7 separate regions of the Mus musculus genome follow, and regions 2, 3, 4, 5, 6 and 7 are each linked to region 1. A link is a contact called in public ChIA-PET, Hi-C, HiChIP or PLAC-seq and promoter capture Hi-C data. All regions are on one chromosome and are shown on one strand. The core of a region is the stretch at or near the end of the contact, and the rest is flanking DNA. Distances in the headings are between cores, read along the strand shown.

Region 1 (2,980 bases), core at 469-2,968:
CAGCATGTGCAAGGGTCCAGAGGCACAAAAGCTACTGGCAAGCTGAAACCCAAGGAAAGCTCTGCATGGCTGGGGAGAGCCTGGGGCCACCGTAGTGCCTCTGAGAACAGGAGCGTGAGCATGCACACACATTATTGCACACTGTCCTACAGGTTCTGAGCCTGATGCAGTAGTGCTGGGTGATTCTAGCACTCAGGAGACTGAGACAGGAGGCTGGCAACTGCCTCAGTCTGAACTACACAATAAGACAGGCTGGCAACTGGCCTCAGTCTGAACTATACAGTAAGACAGGCTTATCAGGAAGTTAAACAGGAGAGTGGATGCTGGCAAGACCCTAGACACAGCAGTAGGTAGCCACCAGACACAAAGGAATTCAGCCACAAAGGTGTGGCAGCTGTGTCCAAAGTTGCACAATGGAGTGAAGGACAACGGGACAAAGGTCTGCTGAGAGGATAGGGACCTGGTGGGGAAGCTGACGATAGAACTGGAGCATTCTAGATCCTACCTTCCCAAGCTTCAGTACTCCAGTCGGGGATTTGAGGCTCACCTGGGTTCCTCTGCCGGTCGCCACTCCACAGAGTGGTATAAACCCTTCACTGCCACCAGCCACTCTCGAAGTATGGCTGAAGTGTTGTCAGTGTTGTGATCTGTGGCCACCCTGTGAGCACAGACAGGACAAGATGATGGCACTGGGGGTTTCCCAACCTGGCTCAGACCCATCAGCTATAACACCCTGGATAAAACTCGCTACACTCCAAGCCTGTTGCCCATCCATCGGTGACAGGGGAGTAAAGATGACACCCAGCTCACTAGTACACAACTGAACAGAACCTGCTGGTTTGGAAAGCACATTGGTGTGAGACCCTGTCACAAAGATAAGTTCATTAACTTTGTTAGCGTGGAATGCTGGCCCGAGCCTCAGGAATCTTATCTGGAAGTCCCGGAGTTCGCTATAAGGGTCTGGAAGCACCAGCCTGGCCCATTCTAAGGAGTCAGAGGTTCTAGGATGGTAGCTCGCTGTGAGGGCTGGCAGCAAATCAGAACAGATTCCTAAGTACCTGAGGGGAGGAGGCAGCAGCTTGGGGTCCCAAGCCGCAGTGGGGACGAGCCCGGGCACTATGGATATAGAGCCGAGCCCCCTCAAGTGCGTAATCCCTGGGGTACATAACTCAGGTCCTCAGAAAGAGGACCGAGTCTCCGCAGCGCACAGCCGAGCCCAAGTGCATAGCAACCTCCCTCCGGTAGAGACTTGAGTCCCGCCTAGTCCCGGTGCACCGCGCAAGGGCCCGCAGCTCACCACAGCGCCGTGCGCTCCCGTGGGTGGCGCAGCTGCTCCAGGGCGCCCAGCGTGGCGGGCAGCGCGGGTGCCGCGTTCCGCGCCAGCAGCGCGATGAGCACGCGCGGCGCCTGTAGCGGGGACTCGGGGCTCCAGCGCTCCTCTGGAAAGTAGCCGTCCGCGCCGCGCGGGCCGCCCAGCGGCGGCAGCAGTAGGAGCAGTGGCAGCAGCGGCAGCCCGCGTGACCCGCGTGGCAACGCCGCCATCGCGCCACGCGTCGCCTTTAAGCAGCTTTTCTGCCGGGGGACGAGGGCCGCGCCTTAAAGGAGTCGGCGGCGGGAAGGACACATCCAGGTCCCACCCCTGACACGCTCCTTAAAGGGAAGTGGCCCGCGGGTCATACTGTGAGTCCTGGAGAGAGGCATGACAAGGCTACGCCTTTAAAAGCTTCCACTGCTTTCCGCCGACCGCAATAACCCGGTCACAAGACGTCACTTGCGGGGAGGTTCCGGAAGCCCCGCCCCTAGCTCGAGCTTTAAAGACACAGACAGTTCTTTGACCACGCCCTGAGAGTGTTCTGTTTTGGAGCCCTCTAATCTCACGCGGTGGCTCTTTACAGAAGCTTCTTCTATTTAGAACCATGTCATCTCAGTTTCCAAGGTTGCGACATGGTTATTTTTGTTTGTTCGTTGCTCCATTTAAGAAGCCATCGAGCCGGGCAGTGGTGGCCCACGCCTTTAATCCCAACACTTGGGAGGCAGAGGCAGGCGGATTTCTGAGGTCATGGCCAGCCTGGTCCACAGAGTGAGTTCCAGGACAGCCAGGGCTACACAGAGAAAGCCTGTCTCGAAAAATCATTAAAAAAAAAAAAAGCCAGCGAAATGGCTCAGTGGGTAAAATCGCTTGCTACCATGTCTGAGGATCCAGAATCCTCAGTCCCCAAATTGTATTGCCCTCTGGCCTTCTTAAAAATGGCTTGTGTGGGGCTGGTGAGATGGCTCAGCGGGTAAGAGCACCCGACTGCTCTTCCGAAGGTCCAGAGTTCAAATCCCAGCAACCACATGGTGGCTCACAACCATCCGTAACAAGATCTGACTCCCTCTTCTGGTGTGTCTGAAGACAGCTACAGTGTACTATTGTTATAATAACAAATAAATCTTAAAAAAAAAAATGGCTTGTGTGCGCCCCTTCCTGCTCTTACTGTTGTTTTCATTTTCTGTGTTTCAGTGTTTTGCCTACATGTACGGCTGTATAACGTGTGTGTGTGTGTGTGTGTGTGTGTGTCCCTGTTCTCCAAGGAGGTTAAAAGAGGGCATCAACTCCTCTAGAACTGGAGTTGCGGATAGTTGTCAACCACTGTGTGGTGTTGGAAATAGAACACCACTCAGGTCTGAGCACCTTTACCTACAGAACCATCCCACTAGCCCATTTCTCCTGGTTTGTTTTTAAAACAGGTTCTTACTCGGCAAGCTCACTCTATAAATTCACAGCTATACTTCTGCTTCATTCTCCTGTGTTCTGGGACAGGCATATACCACCAGGCCAGCAGACTGGTAAAATCCACATAGATTTTCCTACTCTGGTCCCTAGCCTCTAGAGGACCCTAGGGTCCACAAGACATCTCCTGATAGGTTATTTCTCCACCACTGGTGAAATGAGCCAATTTATGCCAGATTCGATTATATTAAAGATGGGTAGTTTTAC
Region 2 (2,981 bases), core at 428-2,927, 910 kb after region 1:
TCACACAGAGCAAGCCCACCCTACCTTGGTGCTGGAGAAGGAAAACAGGCTCACAGGGTTGGTGCCCAAGGGACAGTACCATCATGGCTTGAGGGACCCAAATACAATCTCTAAGGGCCTAGCTACCTACCGCAGTCCAGAGAATGCAGACATTCTTGGCAAGAGCTGGGTGACAGAGTGTGGTACCCCCACCAGCCCACTCACCTATCCCCAGAGCTGAAGCCACCAGCCCTGACAGCCAGCCTTGGGAACCGGGGCACCCAAATGTCTTTATGACTCCAGGTGAGTTCCGACCAATCCCCAGCAGCATTTAGGGGAAAGGGTTCTAGAGCTTGGAACTGGGGCCCCTGACAGGACAAGAGGATCTGAGCTGTCCTGATGGTCCAACAGGGAAGGAAAATTAGGGCTCTGAGCATAGAGCTAGCCTTCCCCCCTCTTGCCTTGTGTTTGGAGGGAGTTCTGTCACCACCTGACATAGCTGCTGAGCCTCCAAGATGTCCTGGAGACATCTCCTGGAGGGCATGAAAAGACACGTGCAAAGCTTCATATGGCCTGCAACAGTCAAGCACCGAGAGTTTATGGATTTTGGTGAGTTCCAGGCCAGCCTGGGCTGCATATGGAGACCCTGTGTAGAAAAAAATAAAAGGTCATGCAGTGTGAGCCACAGCCCTAGGAGGGGGCAGATGGAGTGAAGCCAATGTTCTGGGCCACCTCCCCAGGCTGGGCTCATACCCAGTGTGAGTCATAGATGCTCCAGCCAAGGCTGACACACACCTTGGCCTATGCACAGCAGGCTCAAGCCAGAACCACTTCGCCTGGCCAAGGGGCTACTAGAACAAGGCCTCTATGCAAAGAGCAGACATACAACCCTGTGGCTTTTCCCTGCCTCTCTCCTCTGTCCTTTAGCTGTTGTGAGCACTTCTAGTGAGCCTTTTGTTTCTTTGGGCACCTAGATATGGTGGTCTTAGCCCATGTGCTAGATGAGACTCAGGGAAAGAAATGTACTTGAATTGCAGAGCCAGCCTTTCAATGCTGGGGAACAGAACTCTGAGCCCAGGCCCCCTGGGCACATGATGTGCTCTGTCAAGAGTCCTTGGTGTTTTGAGATAGGCTCCTTATATACCCCAGGCTGGACTGAAACTCATGGCCCTTCTGCCTCTACATTGCAAGTGCTTAAGTCACAGGCTTGCAGGGCCCAGCCTGGCTCTGATCAGCTGACTGGAAACACTCCCAACATCAACAAAACCTCATTGGGCCGCTGTGGTGGCACATGCCTTTAGTCCCAGAGGTGGGAAAAACTGAGTTCGAGGCCAGTCTGGGCTATACAGTAAGACATCATCTCAAACAACACAAATCTTTATAAAGATCCAGATTCCATCTAACACTACAAAAGCAGAACACTGCAGACACTGGTGTACATGGTATCCCAACATTTCAAGGGCCAAAGGAGAGGTCAGAGTTCAAATTTCTACTATGCTGTTCACAGCCTGTAGAACAGGTTTCTGGGCCACTGCTGTGTAATAGGGGTACAATAATCTTGGCCCAGCTGGGCAGTGGTGGCACACACCTTTGATCCCAGCACTTGGGAGGCAGAGGCAGGAGGATTTCTGAGTTTGAGGTCAGCTTGGTCTATAAAGTGAGTTCCAGGATAGCCAAGGCTACAGGAGAAAAACCCTGTCTCAAAAAAAAAAAAAAACCCACAAAACAACAATAATAATAATCATCTTGGCCCTGAGAGGGACAGGGAAGAGGGGAACCAAGATCAGGACACCCCCTTTTCAGAGCACATAAGATAGAGGCCCACAAAGGAAGAGTATAGCTTTCATAGCTGCTGCAAAACTCCACCATGGTACCCAAGCTGGAACTCTTATGTGCCCGAAGCTCAGGAGAGTGCCTGCCCAGGAAACTCAGCCCTGGGCTCCATCCTCACACTGTATGAACTAGATTGTCATCCCAGCATCCAGGGAACCTATGTTCAAGCCTTTTCATTACTAGCTTTAGTCTTACTAGACAGGGTGTGTAGCCTGGGCTGGTCTAGGATTGAGGAGTCTCCCGCCTCGGCCTCCCAAATGTTAGGATGATGCCAGAACCAAGCTGGACCCACAAGAGTTCCATTCAGGGCGGGCAGGCAGGCACTCAGCAGCTGTCTAGGGACACCTGCCACCCACTGGGACTTACCATGTGACCTATCACCCACAGTGACACCCTGAGAGCCTCAAGACCCAGGGTCTCAACAGCAGTGGCCAGGGCTGACAGGAAACTGTATATATAACATGGGGGAGGGGAGGGGAGACGAGACCTAGGGTCAGATGTTCCCACTGGGCTGAGCTGGACGACCTTGATTAATCTGCTCTAAGCCCAGGGCACTGAAAACGGAGATGAAACAGGCAGGTGTGATGGCACATACCTTTAACCCCAGCACTCAGGAAGCAGAGGCAGGGGGAGCTCTGGCTGGTCTGCATAGAAAGTTCCAGAACAGTCAAGACTACATGAAGTATCCTTGTCTCAAAAATAAAGATGCTATGTGACTCAAGACAATTGCTTTACTTCGCTGAATATTGTTTCCTCAAAATAGAGCAGGTGCTGCGAGAAGGGGGCGTGTCAGGGAGATATTTAAATGCACCTACATGATTCTAGGCTCCCACATAGACTTGCAGAGAAGGCTCTGGGTCTGAGGTACCCTTTGAAACCAACAAAGGCGAATAAAATCTAGTGAGCACAGGCTGCAAGCCCAGCTCTTTTCTGTATGGATGAATCCCGGAGGCCCCAAGCTTGTAAGCACTTCCTTCTGCCCCTTCCCATGTAGTCACTCTTCTTCCTAAAGGATATACCAGCTAAATTGATAGGCTAGTCCAGGATTGCGTCCTGGTGCCACCTGGACCTGGGCCGACAGCGTGCACCTAGGTGGCGCTCGCTGCGCAGCAGATGTGCAGGCACGGCCCGCGCCCACGCCGCGTTCCCCCCCCCCAGGGGGGGGGGGA
Region 3 (3,132 bases), core at 350-2,849, 940 kb after region 1:
CAGGTGCATCCTGTCCAGTGCCACAGGTAAGAAAAGTGTGGTGTAGGGACAGGCCACCACAACCCCCCACTCCCCTACTGTGTGTGCAGTGGGAGAGAGGAATGAAAGAAGTAATTAGGAATGTCTCCCCAAAATGAAGGAAGAAAAAGCTCAGAGTGAAATGGGCCAGGGCAGACAGGGAGGCTGGAGCTGGGATAGTCACAGGCTTTTGAGTGGAGGAGACATAGCTTTACACAGAGCAGCTGCAGGTGTTATAGCCACCCGTTCTGGAATCCAGTCCCAGCACCTCCCATTAGAGGAGCCAGTTCCAGGAAGGGAAATTCCTTCTCAGCCATCATCCAGACTCTCTGGGATCCAGTGTGTAGATGAGATAGCTAAAGAACCAAGTCTAGGGCTCTGAGTTCAGGAATGTTCAGCTGGGACACTCCTGTACCAGCCTGACCGCAGAGATATGGGAGTGTCTGTGCGCACCTGCATGAGGTGGGTGTCCAGTCCTGGACGCACCTGGCCATCCCTTCAGGAAGGCTCAGGGTACACCCAGTGGGGAGTGCTTACCTAGCATGTGTTAGGCCTAGAGTTCCTGCACCACAAAACCCAGGGTCATTCTGGAGTAAAGGCAGGGTCAGGAGTTCACAGTGATGCATGTATACAAATGGAGTTCAAAGGCAGCCTGGGCTATATGAGACCCTGCCTCACATCCTGACTCAAATGTGGAGTATACACGTGTCCTTTCCATACTCCAGTGACTGAAGCAAGAGGATCAGGAGTTTGAGGTTAGCCTGGATTATGTCAGTTCAGATCAGAAAGCCTAACCAAAAAACAAACCAAATATCCTACCATCAAGAACTGGGGAGATGGGAATATGTGGCTCTCCTCACTTAGGCCAACGCGCCCCTCGACAGAGCAGGGGGAAACCTGGCCTCCTTTACTTGTTTATGCCAGGTCTAAGAGTCCCCAAACTGAGGAGGCCTGAGCCTAAACTAGGAGAAAAAAAAAATCCTTTCTTCCTGAGCAAGACATGCTGTGTGTCCCAGGGAGAGAATCAACCCGCTCTCTGAGCTGGATTTCCAGCCAAAGGCGTGGGCAGCTGAGGTCAGACACCAGATAAGCATCAAGAGGGCAACGAAGCCCACGTGAGCCATTAAGCCCGCCCATTTCCCGGAAACGCAGCTTTCCTATCAATGACGGTGACAAGCCCCGGAAACGATCATAGTCCCTCTTCCGGTCGCAAAAACCGTGTCCATCAAGAGATAAATCCCCAACGGTGACCGTCTGGGGCCCTGGAGGGACACCGGTCACTCCGGCCTCAGTTTCCCCCATCTCTCAGCAGCCCGAAGACCCTGCGCGCGCCCCTCCGCCTCGCGGCCCTCACCATCTTCCCTGCAGCGATAACTTCCGCCGCGGCACAGACACACGCGCTCCCACCGGCGGCCCACCGCGCGCCCCAGACTGAAAAAGACTGGCAGAAACTATGACCAATCAGCGAGCAGCTCAACGGACATCTATCCAATCGGGACGGGCTAGGGCGGTACCTACGGAACAAGACGGACGGCCTCACCGTATTTCTACGGTGGGATTGAGAGGTAGCCGTAAAGTGCGACACTAGAACGACGCAAAAGGCCGCAGCACAAGTTACGCCCACTACGGGGTGTATGTTGGGAAAGGGCGCCTGCGCAGAGGTGCTCTCCTGGATCTGGTTCGGCGCCTAATTCGGCGCCACACTGTGGGCGAAGCTGGCTAATGCATGCGAGTCGCGCGGTGCCTATTTTGCGCTCCTAGCCTTTCATTCTTTGTTTTGTTTTGTTTTGTTTTCGAGACATTGCTTCTCTGTGTAGCTCTGGCTGTTCCTGGAACTCACTCTAGACCAGGCTGGCCTCGAACTCAGAAATCCGCCTGCCTCTGCCCACCAAGTGCTGGGATTAAAGGCGTGCGCCACCACTGCCCAGCTCTAGCCTTCCATTCTTGCCCTTATGGATCTCTTTGTCTTTACCAACTCAAATAGAATCTTTGAACACGAACGGCAGGTCTGGCGTTCCCTGGCGACAGGAAGTGAAAACAAATCTCTGGGATTTTCCTGTTTTGAGATGGGCTTCTGTGGCAGCTGAAGCTAGCCGATCATGAACTTGCATTAGACCCCGACTCGGCTTCTCCACTGCTGGATGGCCACTGTGGGCCATCAAGCTTTAATCCTTGCTTTAAAAAAAATCATTATCATTTTGGGAGGAACATAGTGTTTCTCTGTACATCCCTAGCTGGCCTTGAACACACAATGTAGACCAGGCTGGTATCGACCTTCCAGAGATCCTAGTGAGTGCTGGGATTGCAGGTGTGCACCACCATGGTTTAATGTGTCTTCTTGAGCTACAAATTCAGGTTCTCATGCTTGCCCAGTAGGGGTGCCAAAGAATGATATTCCGGACTCAAATAGTATGAAAACTCAAAGAGTGTCTTATTATGCAGAAGTTGAGCATGCTGGAGTCTCGAATTACCAAAATAGACACCCATGTTAACTTGGAGGTTTGATTTAAAGCACATTAGGAAATTCCGGGGCAGGTGACCTCTATGTTAATCTGTGAGGTCCATCTCTATGGACGTTCCATGGCAGGGCTGCGGGGGCTGGAAACTTACTGGGGAGGTCTGGAAACTGTTGCTTACCCATTGTCCTTGCCTCAGGCCAGGTGGTGGGGCAGCTTCTGAGGCCTGGACTTGTCTGGAATTGGCCAGTTCTTGGAAACAGATTTAGGCCACCTCTCCTTAACTGCCAGTTTGAAGCTTGTCATGAAGTCAGCCTAGCCTTCTCATCAGGAAGCATTTTTACCCATGGAGCCATCTCCTAGCCCTTCTATTTATTTTTATTTTCTTTGGCTACTGGTTATGGAATCAGAGCTCCACCCTGAGCTGTCCCAAGCAGGACAGCTGTTTGACCAAGCTGCTGAAAGGCCCTGGTACAGAATGTTAGCGATGAGTTCACTTGTTGGGATCCTCTGACCCGGGAGACTCCCTTGGCACACTCCCCAGGGCTCTTCTAAGTGATGGAGTGAGACTCCCGCACTAAGACTGCAGCTCAGCGGGAGGGATAGAAGCCCTGAGCTCCCGCCCCCACCCCCACCGCTAACAATAAAGTAAAGCAGT
Region 4 (3,117 bases), core at 442-2,941, 890 kb after region 1:
TAAAGGCGTGCGCCACCACCGCCCAGCAAATAAATCTTTTTAAAAAATGTTTAAAAAAAAAAAAGAAAGCCAGGCATGGTGGCACACGCCTTTAATCCCAGCACTCAGGAGGCAGAGGCAGGCAGATTTCTAGTTTGAGGCCAGCCTGGTCTACAAAGTGAGTTCCAGGACAGCCAGGGCTACACAGAGAAACCCTGTCTCGAAAAAAACAAAAAAAAACAAACAAAAAAAAAAGGTAATTAACTAACTTCAAAGGCTGCCTGCCCAGCGGTTGCCCAGCCTGTAAGCCTAGCTGGGGCTGCCAGTTCCACAGAAAGCCTTGTGCTCCCTGCCTCCTCCTGGCTCAGACACTGGTCCAAGCACTCACAGCTGCCCACCCTCCTTGCCTAGCACAGAGCCCTGGGCTCCATCCCCAGCAGCACACAGAACAGGCAACAGCCCTCCCTTCACTTTGGGTTCCAGAGCTTAGGAGGTGGAGCTGGAGGCATAGGGATTAGAACGTCATATTTGGTTGCAGTCAAAGTTCGAGGCTAGCCTGGGCTACGTAAGACCCTGTCACATTGAAAGGAAAAAAAATCGAAAAAAAATCTCTCTGTCTCTGTCTCTCTGTCTCTCTGTCTCTCTCTCTCTCTCTCTCACACACACACACAGAGGCAGAGAGAGACAGAGAGACACAGAGGAACCATAAATCTAAAACAAATGAAGGTAGAGGGGTCTGGAGAGATGGCTCAGTGATTCCAGCAATGGCAGCTGGAGACCAGGGTTCTGTAACTCCAGTTTCAGGGCATGGATTGGCCTTTCCTAGCCTGAGTGGGCCCTGACCTCTGCGGTACACAGACAAACCATTCAGGCGGAAACCCCCATACAGAAAATAATAAAAAATATTTTTAGGGCTGAAGAGATGGCTCAGTGGTTAAGAGCAGTGGCTGCTCTTCCAGAGGTCCTGAGTTCAATTCTCAGCAACCACATGGTGGCCTACAACCATCTGTACTGGGATTCAATATCCTTTCCTGGTGTGTCTGAAGATAGCGACAGTGTACTCATAAGTAAATAAACAAACAAACAAATCTTTAAAATGACTTTTATCTTGCATTCAGGCCCTGGGCTCAGGGAGCCTCATTGTCCCTTTTCAGAGCAGGGACCTCAGTCCCCAGCTCCTGCACTGAGCCCAGTCCCGGCCTACTCACCTCAGTCCACAGGAAGGACAGGGCCGTGCCACTCCGCCTCATGGTGCAGGCTTCTGTGATGACAGGGATCAGTGAGACCAGGTCCCAGCCAGTTGCTGGGCCACCCCACGCCCCCAGAGCCCAGAGCCACATCAGCAAGGCAGCGAAGTCACAGCTGCCTGGCGAGGCTGCTGCAGGTACTCCCGCCCAAGCTCCCTACCCTGGCCAGCCCTAGGGACTAGAATCCTGGGTCCAGGTCACCTAGGAGAACCGTTCAGCGCCCGGAGGGACTCTTGCGCTTTGTGGGGTTTCTGAGAGCCGAGTTTCATGAGAGGTAGGCCTTCTCACACTGACACAGGTGTGGTACTCACTTCCAGCTGCTCCTGTGGGGACCTGCGCTGTGAGTGTGCTCTGTGACCTCCCAGGAGCAGAGGACAGACGGTCCTATCCCACTCCCAGCTGGGTTCTTTAACTGAGCACCAGACTAGACCCGAGCCAGGAGGCACCCTCGGGACTGGAGGAGGGGGTAAGGGCAGAGTGACCACAAGGGCAGGGAGGTGTGTGTGTGTGCCCAAGTGTGTGACCAAAACAGGGCTGAGGGGGAGGGGAGGAGAGGGGTGAGTGGCCAGGCAAAGGTTTACTTGTTAATGTGTTTACACCTGACAGAGGACAGAAATAGCCTGAGACTGAGGCATTACGTTAGTATTTTGGGGTACCAATCAAGGCACCCCAAGGCTTTAGGAAAGCTGTTCTGCTATGCTGTGCTGGTCCAGGCAGCTGATGACACTCTCTGGTCAAACCTTACCCACAAGTTAGAGCTGCAGTCAGAAGTGGGAAAGCCAGGGAGCTGGGACTGGAAGATGGAATGTGGCCTGGGCCTAGGAGATCTTGAGGCCACTCCAGTCTGTGGCTGTGAAGCAAGTTAATGTTTCACCCTACACCCCTCCCCCACAGACAGGCCAGGAGACCTCTCACCACCTACTCCAGTGGTCATCAGAGCGTGACCTGCTGTGGGTGGAGGTCACTTCAATCTGCTGTCAAACATCATAGCAACGAGGGAGACACCCTCACCTGTACTGAAGAGTGGGTCCTGTCTCACCCTAAAGTCGGCTGTCTGAAGGGTTACCAGACTGGAGCCTGAGCCACTGAGGGAGTGGTGGAGAGCAGGGTGTGCAGAGAGGAGCTGAGGCAGCCAGCTCCTTCCTCCCCGTGACCTCTGCACAGCCCACTTGGTACCTCCTGCCCCAAGGTTTTGAAGATTGCTGGAAAACTCAGATCCTTCCAGCAGTCAGAAGACCCCTCTTCACTTCACGGCCAGGTAGGCCTCGATGTCTTCATCAGGAAATAGGCCCATGCCTCTCCTACTGTAGGGCCTTTTCGTGCCCTGAGTACTTGCCCTGGGTACTTGCTCTGGGTGGGCTTTTTTTTGTTTTTTGGTTTTTCGAGACAGGGTTTCTCTGTATAGCCCTGGCTGTCCTGGAACTCACTTGTTTTTTTGTTTTTTTGTTTTTTGTTTGTTTGTTTGTTTGTTTTTTGAGACAGGGTTTCTCTGTATAGCCCTGGCTGTCCTGGAACTTACTTTGTAGACCAGGCTGGCCTCAAACTCAGAAATCCACCTGCCTCTGCCTCCCAAGTGCGCTACCACGCCCGGCCCTGGGTGGGCTTCTTAAGTCATGTGGATTTGTAGCTTTCCCCAGGCTGCCTCCCGTTAGGTTAGGTCTTCCAGTTCCTTGGATAGTGGCCTCTGTCCTGCCAGGACACTGGGTCACACAGGTCCTGGCTGGGGGGGGGGGGGGTGAGGACAGCAGCCCTGTCCTCTGACCCTGAAATGACATGCTCTGATTGTCATCCCCCCTGAAAGCAGACTCGGGGTTAACAGTGTGACTCCGGATTAAGGCAAAGAGGTACTCAACCCGAGAGTCAGGAAGCAGCTCTGAATCGTGAGACTTTA
Region 5 (2,889 bases), core at 123-2,622, 840 kb after region 1:
CCAGGGTGCTCGGACAGACACAAGCTGTGACGCCCATGTCGTCCTTAACTTCCTCATCAGGAAGAAAGGCAACAACCTCCCAGCCACCCAGGCGGGTGTCGCCTGTCCCTAGTCTCCCTGATTTGTGAGGGGAGACCAAGCTCTGGCCCTCTGCACACTTGCTGACCAGACCCCAGGATCTGTGCTCATTAGCAAAAGTCCTGCACTAGGGTAGGAACACATCAAGACTTAAGCCCATGAGTACTTTGCCAAGTGCTCCCATTCCCCCTCCAGCGCGTTTAGGCTCAGCTAGGACAGTAACGGACAGAACCCGTCCCTGACCCACTACCCTATGGGTTCAGTTGGCCTTGGTCCATGCTGCATCCTGCAAGTGACCTAAGACAAACAGCACCTTGTGACCCCAGAGCCTGGGAAGCTGAGGCACAATCACAAGCTTATTAGCTGGGGAGACAAATCAACAAAAGAGAAAACAAATGTTATCCGTACTCGTGGCCTCAGGGGTGGTCTCTGCCCAGCTTGCAGAGGGGTGAGGGTTGGAATCAAGACTTGGTTAGAACAGAACTCAGCATGTAGCCATCCCAAATCGCCATCCCCTCTAGCTTGCTGTCTCCTACACAGAAAACCCGGTTTTCTCACGCTTGGAGCTGGAACTTTTCCTGCTGGTGCTGCTGTTCTGTGGCCTGTCACTGCTCCAGGGACCCAGGGTTCAATTCTCAAACTGACTTGGTGCAGAGGCTCTCACAGCATGATCCTTTCCTGGCGACTCTATCCACAGTCATGTGTCACTAGCACCCCATTTCACAGACTGGGAAACCGCAGCTGATGGAAAAGGACAGTGTCTGGAGTCCAGGCACATCTCCAGTCTCACACTCAGTTGCTGGAAGCAAGTACCTCAGCTATGTCCTCAACCCAAGCCAGGGCCCAGAACCAGAGATGGGAAGTTGCCCTGCCTAAGCTAGCTTCTTTGCTGTGGCCTGAATCAGCGGAGGTGGGGGGATGTGCCGGGCGGGCGGGGCTGGCTTGCTGTGACCTGGAGTCATGGCAGTAAGAATTAGTGATGAGAATGTGTCACTCCCCCACCTCCGCTGGGCTCTGGGGAAGAACATGAGCCTCCTGTCCCTCGGTCTGGTCGTCACTGTCTGGAGTCCCCCTTCCCATGCCTGATCCAAAAACTTCACGTGACCAGACATGCTAGCCGCGGAGGACTGGAGGCTGGACAGAGTCTTGTGGCCTCGTGATTTGGGACCAGCACCTGGCTGGGGCGGAGCCTTCAGGAAAGGAGTCCCAGGGTTAGAAGGAGCCTGGATGGGGCGTGGACTTAGTGGGTGGGGCCTCCACTTGCTTAAAGTCTCCCGCCTTCCTGGCCTGACCAAGCAGTCCTGCCAGCTTTTTCCTCCGCAGCCATGTCCTGGTCTCCGATCCTACCATTTTTGTCCCTTCTGCTTCTGCTGTTCCCACTCGAGGTTCCCAGAGCAGCCACTGCGTCCCTTTCGCAAGCATCCTCCGAAGGCACAACCACCTGCAAGGTAGGGACCGCAACGCAGGAAGGGGCCCAGGGTCAGATGCCCGCCAGTCTGTCAGCTTAGGGACTTCTCTGCACTTATTCCGTGAACTCGTTTTGGGGAACTCCAATGTCTTCAGGGAAAGCTGTCACGCCCAGGGCCGCCACCCCTAATCCAGTCCCTGAACTCTGAGTACCGTGTCCACGTCCTTTCTCTTCCCCATCTCAGGTCTGAAAAATGCAGCTATCCCCTGCCCGCCTTGCCTGAGCATTTATCAACCACCTACCGGATATGTCTGAGTGAAGAGCTGAGGGATGGGCACGCGCACGGGGTGTGTGTATGTGTGTGAGGGGGGGTGTTCTGCTCCAGACCTGTTGAATCACTGTCTGGTCTCCACCCTCACACAATTCTTGTCGCTTACGGTGTGCGTTCCAGCCGAAGAAGAGAGGGGGCTAGCGTGCTTCTGACCTGGAGCAAACACATGCCCCGCACGCCTAGATCCTTGCTCAGACTCGGCCCGCCCTCCCCGGGGACCGGAAGTCTCTGCACGCATCAGGCACCTTCTGTGTCTAGTCGGGCATCAGACTGGGTGAAGTTTCCCTGGGTCCCTGGAGAGGAAGAATAGAGTCTTCGTGGGTGAAAGGCATCGCTGTGATGCGCAAAATTACAGAGGTGGGGAGGGAGGAGGGACGGAGAGAGATCAAGCGAGAGAGCATGTATTTGGCTTCAGAGTGTGCATCTCTGAACAGACAAAGCTGAGCGAGAGAGCAGCAACTAGAAATATGCATATCTTTTTTTTTTCTTTTACTTTATTTTACTTTATTTTGATTTGGTTTGGTTTTCTGTTTTGTTAATGGAGGGGACAGAGTCTCAGTGTAGGGCTGACTGTCCTGGAACTCACTATGTACAGCAGGCTGGCCTGGAACTCTTCCTCTGCCTCCCGGGTGCTAGTGTTGTCTTAGCACTTCCTGAATATAGTTAAAGATTGTGCATTCGCTGAGCACCTACTGTTTGAGAGCCTGTCAGGTTCCGTTTTGTAGATAAACTGTGATTGCGGAACAGGATCTAGAGTCTCGAAAACCTCAGAGGGGGAAAAAAAAGCCTGGCGGTGGTGGCGCACGCCTTTAGTCCCAGCAATTGGGAGGCAGAGGCAGGCAGATTTCTGAGTTCGAGGCTAGCCTGGTCTACAAAGTGAGTACCAGGACAGCCAGGGCTACACAGAGAAACCCTGTCTCTAAACCCCCCCCCCAAAAAAACCCTCAGAGGGCCCGGGATGTGGCTCACTGGGAGACTGCTCCCCCAACACGTGCAAAGAAACCTTTAGTCCCCAGTGCCACAAGGCTGAACGAACTATAAGGGTCTTGGCATAGGGCTGCCCTCTTCAGGG
Region 6 (2,911 bases), core at 72-2,571, 830 kb before region 1:
TGTTTTGTTCACTTGTTTCTGGAAAGTTCTGTGTGGGTACTGGGAAGAAACAGAAGCTGCACCTGTCCTCTTAGGAAGACTCTGCTCGATGGATGTGGAGTCAGACTCCACATCAGACCAAGCCATGGGCACCTGCTTCCGATTCAGGATCTTGGTTTCAATCTGGGCCAGTTTCCTAAGGGCCTCACTGGCTCTGGTCTTGGAGGAGATGGTGGGAGGCCTCAAGCCCAGACTCACCCCCCTCCCTGCCATGGCCTCCTCTTTGGGCATCAAATATTTCTCGTCCATCGTTTGGTTTCTCTTTAAGATTCTGCTCTGCCCAGGTGTCACTTGGCCAAGACTTCGGGCTTGTAAGTTTCTGATCTCTTCCATCCTCGAGCTATCTAAGAACATATCCCTTAAGTCAAAACCACTACGTGGAGGGCCAAAGGGTCTTCTTGTGGAAGCCATTCTAGGAAAATAAAGATTGTGTTTTCAGCCTTTAAAAGTACTTCACTGTATAAGTATACTTTTTGTTTTGTTTTTATTTTTTTCAAGATAAGGTTTCCCTGTATAGCTCTGGTTTTCCTGGGAGCTCCTTAGATCAGGCCTGCCTCCCAAGTGCTGTGATCAAAGGTGTATGCCACCACCACCCAGATAAAAGTATTTCTTTTAATAAGCTGTAGGGCGTGTGGGACAGGCATAAGAACTGGTAAGGTTGAGTGAGCTCAAAACCAAAGAATCGGGGCTGGTGAGATGGCTCAGTGGTTAAGAGCGCCGACTGCTCTTCTGAAGGTCCCGAGTTCAAATCCCAGCAACCACATGGTGGCTCACAACCATCCATAACGAAATCTGATGCCCTCTTCTGGAGTGTCTGAAAGACAGCTACAGTGTACTTACATATAATAAATAAATAAATCTAAAAAAAAAAAAAAAAAAAAAAAACCAAAGAATCTCAGAGAGATTTGAGGACAGGCGTCCAGATTCGTACCTATATCTGTACCTGCTCTGGAACCTGTAACCAGGATACACAACTGAGAGGACCCATATCACACAGCACCTGGAGTTCTTCTCCATGCTAATAACACTGCCTATACTCAGTTTCCTCGCTATTGTTTGCAAGCCCTAAGGGATCATGCCCCATCGCTCTCCAGATGAGGAACCTCTGGTGTGGGTATGCCGCCCGTTTTCCTGAAGCCCCTTGCCAACCCACTTGATCACTGTGAGGTCACCTGAGTAGCTGCGTTGGCTTCTTCCCGCTAGGCTTCAGCCTCAAAGTATAGGCCCCAGTGTGCGGTTGCCTCAGGAGACAGCGCCAGAGCAACTAGAGACTACATTTCCCGTCGGCCACCGCGCTCCACCCACCAATGAGCAACTCAGGTCACAATCCCGGGCGTCACGGGACCAGTAATTTCAGCGCACCCATTAGCGTCCCCAGGTCATAATCCCAAGGCATGCCGGGAGTTGTAGTTTCTGAGTTGCGCCCGTCAAGCGGTACGGACGCCTGAGAGCAGAGAGTTGAAGTCGCACGTGCAGCTATGGTCTCGGCTCGTGCATTGCTCTGGGCCATCTGTGTGCTGCGCGTGGCACTAGCCACTGTGTACTTCCAGGAGGAGTTTCTAGACGGAGGTGAAGGCGATTGCCGTGGTGGCTGGTGGCCTGTGTCCACCATCTATGATATGGACCCGTGCGCTTTGCACCACTAACCCTCCTGTCTCCCCACAGAGCGCTGGAGGAACCGCTGGGTGCAGTCCACCAATGACTCCCAGTTTGGGCACTTCAGAGTCTCATCGGGGAAGTTCTATGGGCATAAAGAGAAAGACAAAGGTTAGTGTAGAATCGGGAGCAAATAGAGTAGAGTTAGAAACCTCATGGCACCCTGACAACGCACCCACCGTTCAAGCCAGGACACTGAGGCACATGCAGGCTCTGCAATACCCTGTTTGGGTTTACATTCCTTTACGATTGACCAGAGTAGCCGGGCGGTGGTGGCGTACGCCTTTAATCCCAGCACTCAGGAGGCAGAAGCAGGTGGATTTCTGAGTTCGAAGCCAGCCTGGTCTACAGAGTGAGTTACAGGACAGCCAGGGCTACACAGAAACCCTGTCTTGGAAAAAGAAAAAAAAAAAAAAATTGACCGAAGTGTGTTTTGGTTTAGTCTTTGAGCAGTCTCATGTAGCCCTAGATGGCTCTAACTCTCAGCCTCCCAAGTGCTGGTTACTTTTTCCACATCTATGTATGTTGGAGGCAGTATGCACCTTGAGTGTGGATTGGAATGACAGTGGAGGTGCTCAGAAAGTGCTGGAATGACAACTGGAGTCAACAGGAATGACTGTGTTGGCATTTTTCAGTAGTTGCCCAAGATCATCTCACTTCATGAAAATTGGAACCATGCTGTAGCACAACCTAGAATCCTAGCACTCCAGGGTCTTCATGAGGCAGGAAAATCACAAGTTCAAGACCAGCCTAGCTATAGAGTGAGCTCTGGCCCACCCTAAGATACAGCCAGGTCTTGGCACAAAACAAAAAGAGGGGAAATCAAAATGAAAAGTGGGGCCAGCTAGATTGGCCTGTGGCCAAGCTTGGTAACCTGAGTTTGATCCCCAGAACCTACAGGGTGGAAGGAGAGAACCTATGCCCACAAGTTGTTCTCTAACCTTGGCACATGCCCCAACCCCACAAAATGAACGAATAAATAAATAATTAAATTGTATTTTCTTTAGGTTTTTAGTTTTGTTTGTTTTGAGCCAGGGTCTCTATGTATCTCTGAATGTCTAGAAACTCTTAAATCCACCTGCCCCTTCCTCTGCCTCTTGAATGCTGGGATTAAAAGCATACACCAACAAAACTGGCTAATAAATATGTATGTCTAACATCTATGAAGTCCTGAATCCCAGCTCCAGTACAGCCTAAACGGGTTGTAGTGCACACT
Region 7 (2,930 bases), core at 238-2,737, 880 kb before region 1:
CTTCTTAATTTCAAAGATAACAGTTATTCATAAAACAGCAGCTTCATGGTTTAAGTCTTAGAACATACCTCCTGGTCTGGTTGGTACCAAAGCCAACCCAGAACCCGTTTCAGAGCCAGTAGGAATTTCTGAGGTTTGTTGCAGAATGGCCCCACTCCCCATTACAGGGCCATTTGAGGAGGTGAAACCACAGCTGGGTTGCCCTGAGTACATGTACCTGTTGTGAAATGAAAAAGCTTCCAGAGTTGCCAGGGCCAAATCCAATATGAAATAAAAGCAACCAAAACACATCAGTGGGGCCATCTGACACTGCTCTGTCCAAAGATCCTAATTCCTCTTGTATTTAGTTTGTGACAAAGGCCTTAGGGTACAAAGCCCAGCGTCCTATCACCATATTCTTAAACTCCTGCTTTGGGAGGGACCAGGCCATTTTCTACTCAGATCCACAAGGACTGCCACATGTGTGATGAGTATCCAGCAAACCCCAGGGTACAACACAGTCTACCTTGAAGAACGGGTGAGTAGCTACGCATGGTGCTCAGGAGGCGGAGGCAGGCAAATCTCTGAGTTCGAAGCTAGCCTAATCTACAAATCGAGTCCATGACAGCCAGGAATCTGTTACACAGAGAAAAGCAAACCAAAACATAGGTGAGGTAGAAAGACACCCTGGCATTCAAGGAGACGCTGTAAAGGAGAATATTGAGGTTGGCGAGATGGCTCAGCAAATAAACGCTTGCTGCCAGAGTTAGTTTCTTTTCCTGGATGCACATGGTAGAAAAGAGACAAAAGACTCAACTCGTCTGACCTCAATATGTGTATACACACGCTCGTGCCCGCCTCCATAAATGAACACATTTTAAGGAGCGCGAACAACTATTCTCCCTCACTTAAAAGCACACGATCTTGGGAATCGAGTTTTGTAAGTCTAGTCCTGCCTTCGTGGTTTTGCCCAGCATCGTACCGGTCAGCTGAGCTCTTAAGACACTGTCGCAGGAGACACTTAACCCTGGATTTCTCTCGGTTGGTCTGTGAGGGGAAATTGACACCTACCGCACAGCTTCCGAGGACCCGGCGTAGTCCAGAGGATTTACCGCAATCGGTTTCTTTTCTTCTAAAAGATCTAAGCCCTGTCTACGCCCCAGGCACGCGGCTTCCACAGCCTCAAGTGGGCGGGCCCGCGTCGCCCGGCACCTCCCACGGAGTCCTGCCAGTCACCGGAGAGAACGTAACGCGCTTAACCCACCCGCGGGCCCTACGGCCCGCCTTCCGGGCTTAGCCCCGCCCCCTCCCGGAAAGCGTTTAAGTGAGGGTAGGGCCCTCGCCGACGACGTGTACGGGCGCGTCGGCGGACGCGCGACGATGACGTATGGGGCGGTGGCCAATGGCGAGCGGCGATGACGCAAGGGCCAGGGGCCAATGGTGAGCGGCGTCTGCCGGCGCGCCCTCCAGGGCTGTCCCGCCCCCTGCCCGCGTCCGGCGGTCGTCCGGCGGGAAGGGGCGGCCGCTCGGGCAGGATGGCGGCGGCGGCAACCGCGGGTCCCGGCGCGGGCGCAGGGGTCCCGGGCGCGGGTGGCGGCGGCGGGGCGCGCGAGGGTGCGCGGGTGGCGGTGCTGTGTCTACTATGGTACGCGCTGAGCGCGGGCGGTAACGTGGTCAACAAGGTGATTTTGAGCGCCTTCCCGTTCCCGGTCACCGTGTCGCTGTGCCACATCCTAGCGCTGTGCGCGGGGCTGCCGCCGCTGCTGCGCGCCTGGCGCGTGCCGCCCGCGCCACCCGTGTCGGGCCCCGGACCCGGCCCGCATCCGGCGTCCGGCCCGCTGCTGCCGCCGCGCTTCTATCCGCGTTACGTACTGCCGCTTGCCTTTGGCAAGTACTTCGCGTCGGTGTCGGCGCACGTCAGCATCTGGAAGGTGCCGGTCTCCTACGCGCACACCGGTAAGTGCTGAGGCGGGCTTTGCGCGCTGTCTGGGGCTTCGAAGTGTGGGTACGAGTGCGCGGGCCGTCTGACTGAGACGCCGCCAAGGTGCGTCGGATTCTCACGTTGGAAAAGGTCTGAGGAGTTTACCGAGCGCCTAGCAGAATTGACTCCAGCTATTGGGATCGAGAGGAAGCCTTACAGAAGGAAGGTTCAGGGTCGGGTGTGCAGGTTGCCAGGACTGCCCACTGAGTGCCTTTTCCTCTCTTGCAGTCAAGGCCACCATGCCCATCTGGGTGGTCCTCCTGTCCCGGATCATCATGAAGGAGAAACAGAGCACCAAGGTAACTCTGGCAGAAGCCCTGGGCTAGGCGGGATTCCCAGTAGCTGACCAGGTTGATGACGTGGTTGGACCGTGGCATCCTCCTGCTTCCTGTCAAATAAGGAAGTCAAGGTGTCAGCCTTGTCCTGTGGCTAGCACCTAGCATCCCGCACTCACCTTTCAGACAGCAGATGTGTGTGTGAATGGGGCGATATCACCACATAATCTCTTGCTTGTTGTCCCTGAGCGCCACATCCCTCTGGCGTCCACTGTTCTTTTCTGTTATGATTCCGACTCTGGGATTGGTGGTAGGTGATGTCTTTGGTTCCATTTTAGCAAGTCACCAACAAATTAAGTTGGGACAAGTTTTCCTTCTCTTATTTTATTTTCTAATGTTTATTTATGTGTGTGTGTTGTGCATTGCCACGTGTATGGAAGTCAGAGGACAGTTTTCACCTTGTGGATACCTGGGATCAGATTCAAGTTGTCAGGCCTGGTCCTGACGAACTTACAAACTATCATGTCCTAGTTTTTCTGTCACTAGACAGAATGGTTGGTAGGGGTTGTCTGGATCTGATGTGAGTAGGCCAAAGGAGTTTGACCGTGGCAGAATCTAGCCAGTTTGTAGAAACTAAAACTTTACAAAGCCTGGCATGGTGCCATGGGTCTGTCTTCCCAGCACTTGAGAGGCAG

The links. Promoter capture Hi-C pulls out the DNA fragments that hold promoters and counts their contacts. A called contact is a pair of places that touch in the nucleus more often than the background predicts. ChIA-PET counts read pairs in DNA pulled down with a chosen protein or histone mark. HiChIP or PLAC-seq counts read pairs in DNA pulled down with a chosen protein or histone mark.
Region 2: an RNA polymerase II ChIA-PET map of memory CD8 T cells shows a contact between it and region 1, with 206 read pairs. The contact joins the promoter of Iqcn here to the promoter of Colgalt1 in region 1. A contact is called at or near these places in 3 of 39 promoter capture datasets (cranial neural crest, hippocampal neurons and pre-B cells) and 2 of 115 datasets of contacts at active chromatin or transcription factors (memory CD8 T cells and pancreatic cancer cells).
Region 3: a contact with region 1 is called in an RNA polymerase II ChIA-PET map of memory CD8 T cells, with 59 read pairs. The contact joins the promoter of Lsm4 here to the promoter of Colgalt1 in region 1. A contact is called at or near these places in 6 of 39 promoter capture datasets (the C10 cell line, cranial neural crest, embryonic stem cells and 3 more) and 3 of 115 datasets of contacts at active chromatin or transcription factors (embryonic stem cells, memory CD8 T cells and pancreatic cancer cells).
Region 4: a contact with region 1 is called in a promoter capture Hi-C map of pre-B cells, with 2.4 times the contacts expected there. The contact joins the promoter of Pde4c here to the promoter of Colgalt1 in region 1. A contact is called at or near these places in 2 of 39 promoter capture datasets (hippocampal neurons and pre-B cells), 2 of 115 datasets of contacts at active chromatin or transcription factors (memory CD8 T cells and pancreatic cancer cells) and 1 of 9 other capture datasets (liver).
Region 5: a contact with region 1 is called in a FOXA1 HiChIP or PLAC-seq map of pancreatic cancer cells. The contact joins the promoter of Ifi30 here to the promoter of Colgalt1 in region 1. A contact is called at or near these places in 8 of 39 promoter capture datasets (the C10 cell line, cranial neural crest, embryonic stem cells and 4 more), 1 of 484 Hi-C or Micro-C datasets (B cells), 6 of 115 datasets of contacts at active chromatin or transcription factors (embryonic stem cells, extraembryonic endoderm stem cells, forebrain and 2 more) and 1 of 9 other capture datasets (embryonic stem cells).
Region 6: a contact with region 1 is called in a promoter capture Hi-C map of pre-B cells, with 2.6 times the contacts expected there. The contact joins the promoter of 1700030K09Rik here to the promoter of Colgalt1 in region 1. A contact is called at or near these places in 5 of 39 promoter capture datasets (the C10 cell line, cranial neural crest, frontonasal cranial neural crest and 2 more) and 2 of 115 datasets of contacts at active chromatin or transcription factors (memory CD8 T cells and pancreatic cancer cells).
Region 7: a contact with region 1 is called in a Hi-C map of muscle stem cells, with 4 times the contacts expected there. The contact joins the promoter of Slc35e1 here to the promoter of Colgalt1 in region 1. A contact is called at or near these places in 1 of 39 promoter capture datasets (neutrophils), 1 of 484 Hi-C or Micro-C datasets (muscle stem cells), 1 of 115 datasets of contacts at active chromatin or transcription factors (microglia) and 1 of 9 other capture datasets (adipose tissue).

The regions. Positions count from the first base shown.
Region 1 is chr8:71,609,762-71,612,741 of GRCm38.p6, reverse strand. Colgalt1 (collagen beta(1-O)galactosyltransferase 1) reads right to left here and starts at 1,718. Exons shown (of 12, transcript NM_146211.3): 1 at 1,298-1,718; 2 at 548-658. The coding sequence starts at 1,542.
Region 2 is chr8:70,700,721-70,703,701 of GRCm38.p6, reverse strand. It overlaps Iqcn (IQ motif containing N), which reads right to left and starts at 1,677. Exons shown (of 4, transcript NM_001370847.1): 1 at 131-1,677.
Region 3 is chr8:70,671,698-70,674,829 of GRCm38.p6, reverse strand. Lsm4 (LSM4 homolog, U6 small nuclear RNA and mRNA degradation associated) reads right to left here and starts at 1,599. Exons shown (of 5, transcript NM_015816.4): 1 at 1,373-1,599. The coding sequence starts at 1,375.
Region 4 is chr8:70,722,638-70,725,754 of GRCm38.p6, reverse strand. It overlaps Pde4c (phosphodiesterase 4C, cAMP specific), which reads right to left and starts at 1,691. Exons shown (of 17, transcript NM_001310465.1): 1 at 1,538-1,691; 2 at 1,188-1,240. The coding sequence starts at 1,229. Gm34255 (a long non-coding RNA gene) reads left to right here and starts at 1,227. Exons shown (of 3, transcript XR_379077.3): 1 at 1,227-1,363; 2 at 2,121-2,484.
Region 5 is chr8:70,765,146-70,768,034 of GRCm38.p6, reverse strand. Ifi30 (interferon gamma inducible protein 30) reads left to right here and starts at 1,372. Exons shown (of 8, transcript NM_023065.3): 1 at 1,372-1,526. The coding sequence starts at 1,404. It overlaps 6330537M06Rik (a long non-coding RNA gene), which reads right to left. Exons shown (of 2, transcript XR_003947402.1): 2 at 460-2,110.
Region 6 is chr8:72,442,290-72,445,200 of GRCm38.p6, reverse strand. It overlaps 1700030K09Rik (RIKEN cDNA 1700030K09 gene), which reads right to left and starts at 1,321. Exons shown (of 8, transcript NM_028170.2): 1 at 1,212-1,321; 2 at 1-451. The coding sequence starts at 450. It overlaps Calr3 (calreticulin 3), which reads left to right and starts at 1,423. Exons shown (of 9, transcript NM_028500.3): 1 at 1,423-1,608; 2 at 1,705-1,806. The coding sequence starts at 1,518.
Region 7 is chr8:72,491,171-72,494,100 of GRCm38.p6, reverse strand. It overlaps Slc35e1 (solute carrier family 35, member E1), which reads left to right and starts at 1,487. Exons shown (of 6, transcript NM_177766.3): 1 at 1,487-1,935; 2 at 2,189-2,259. The coding sequence starts at 1,515.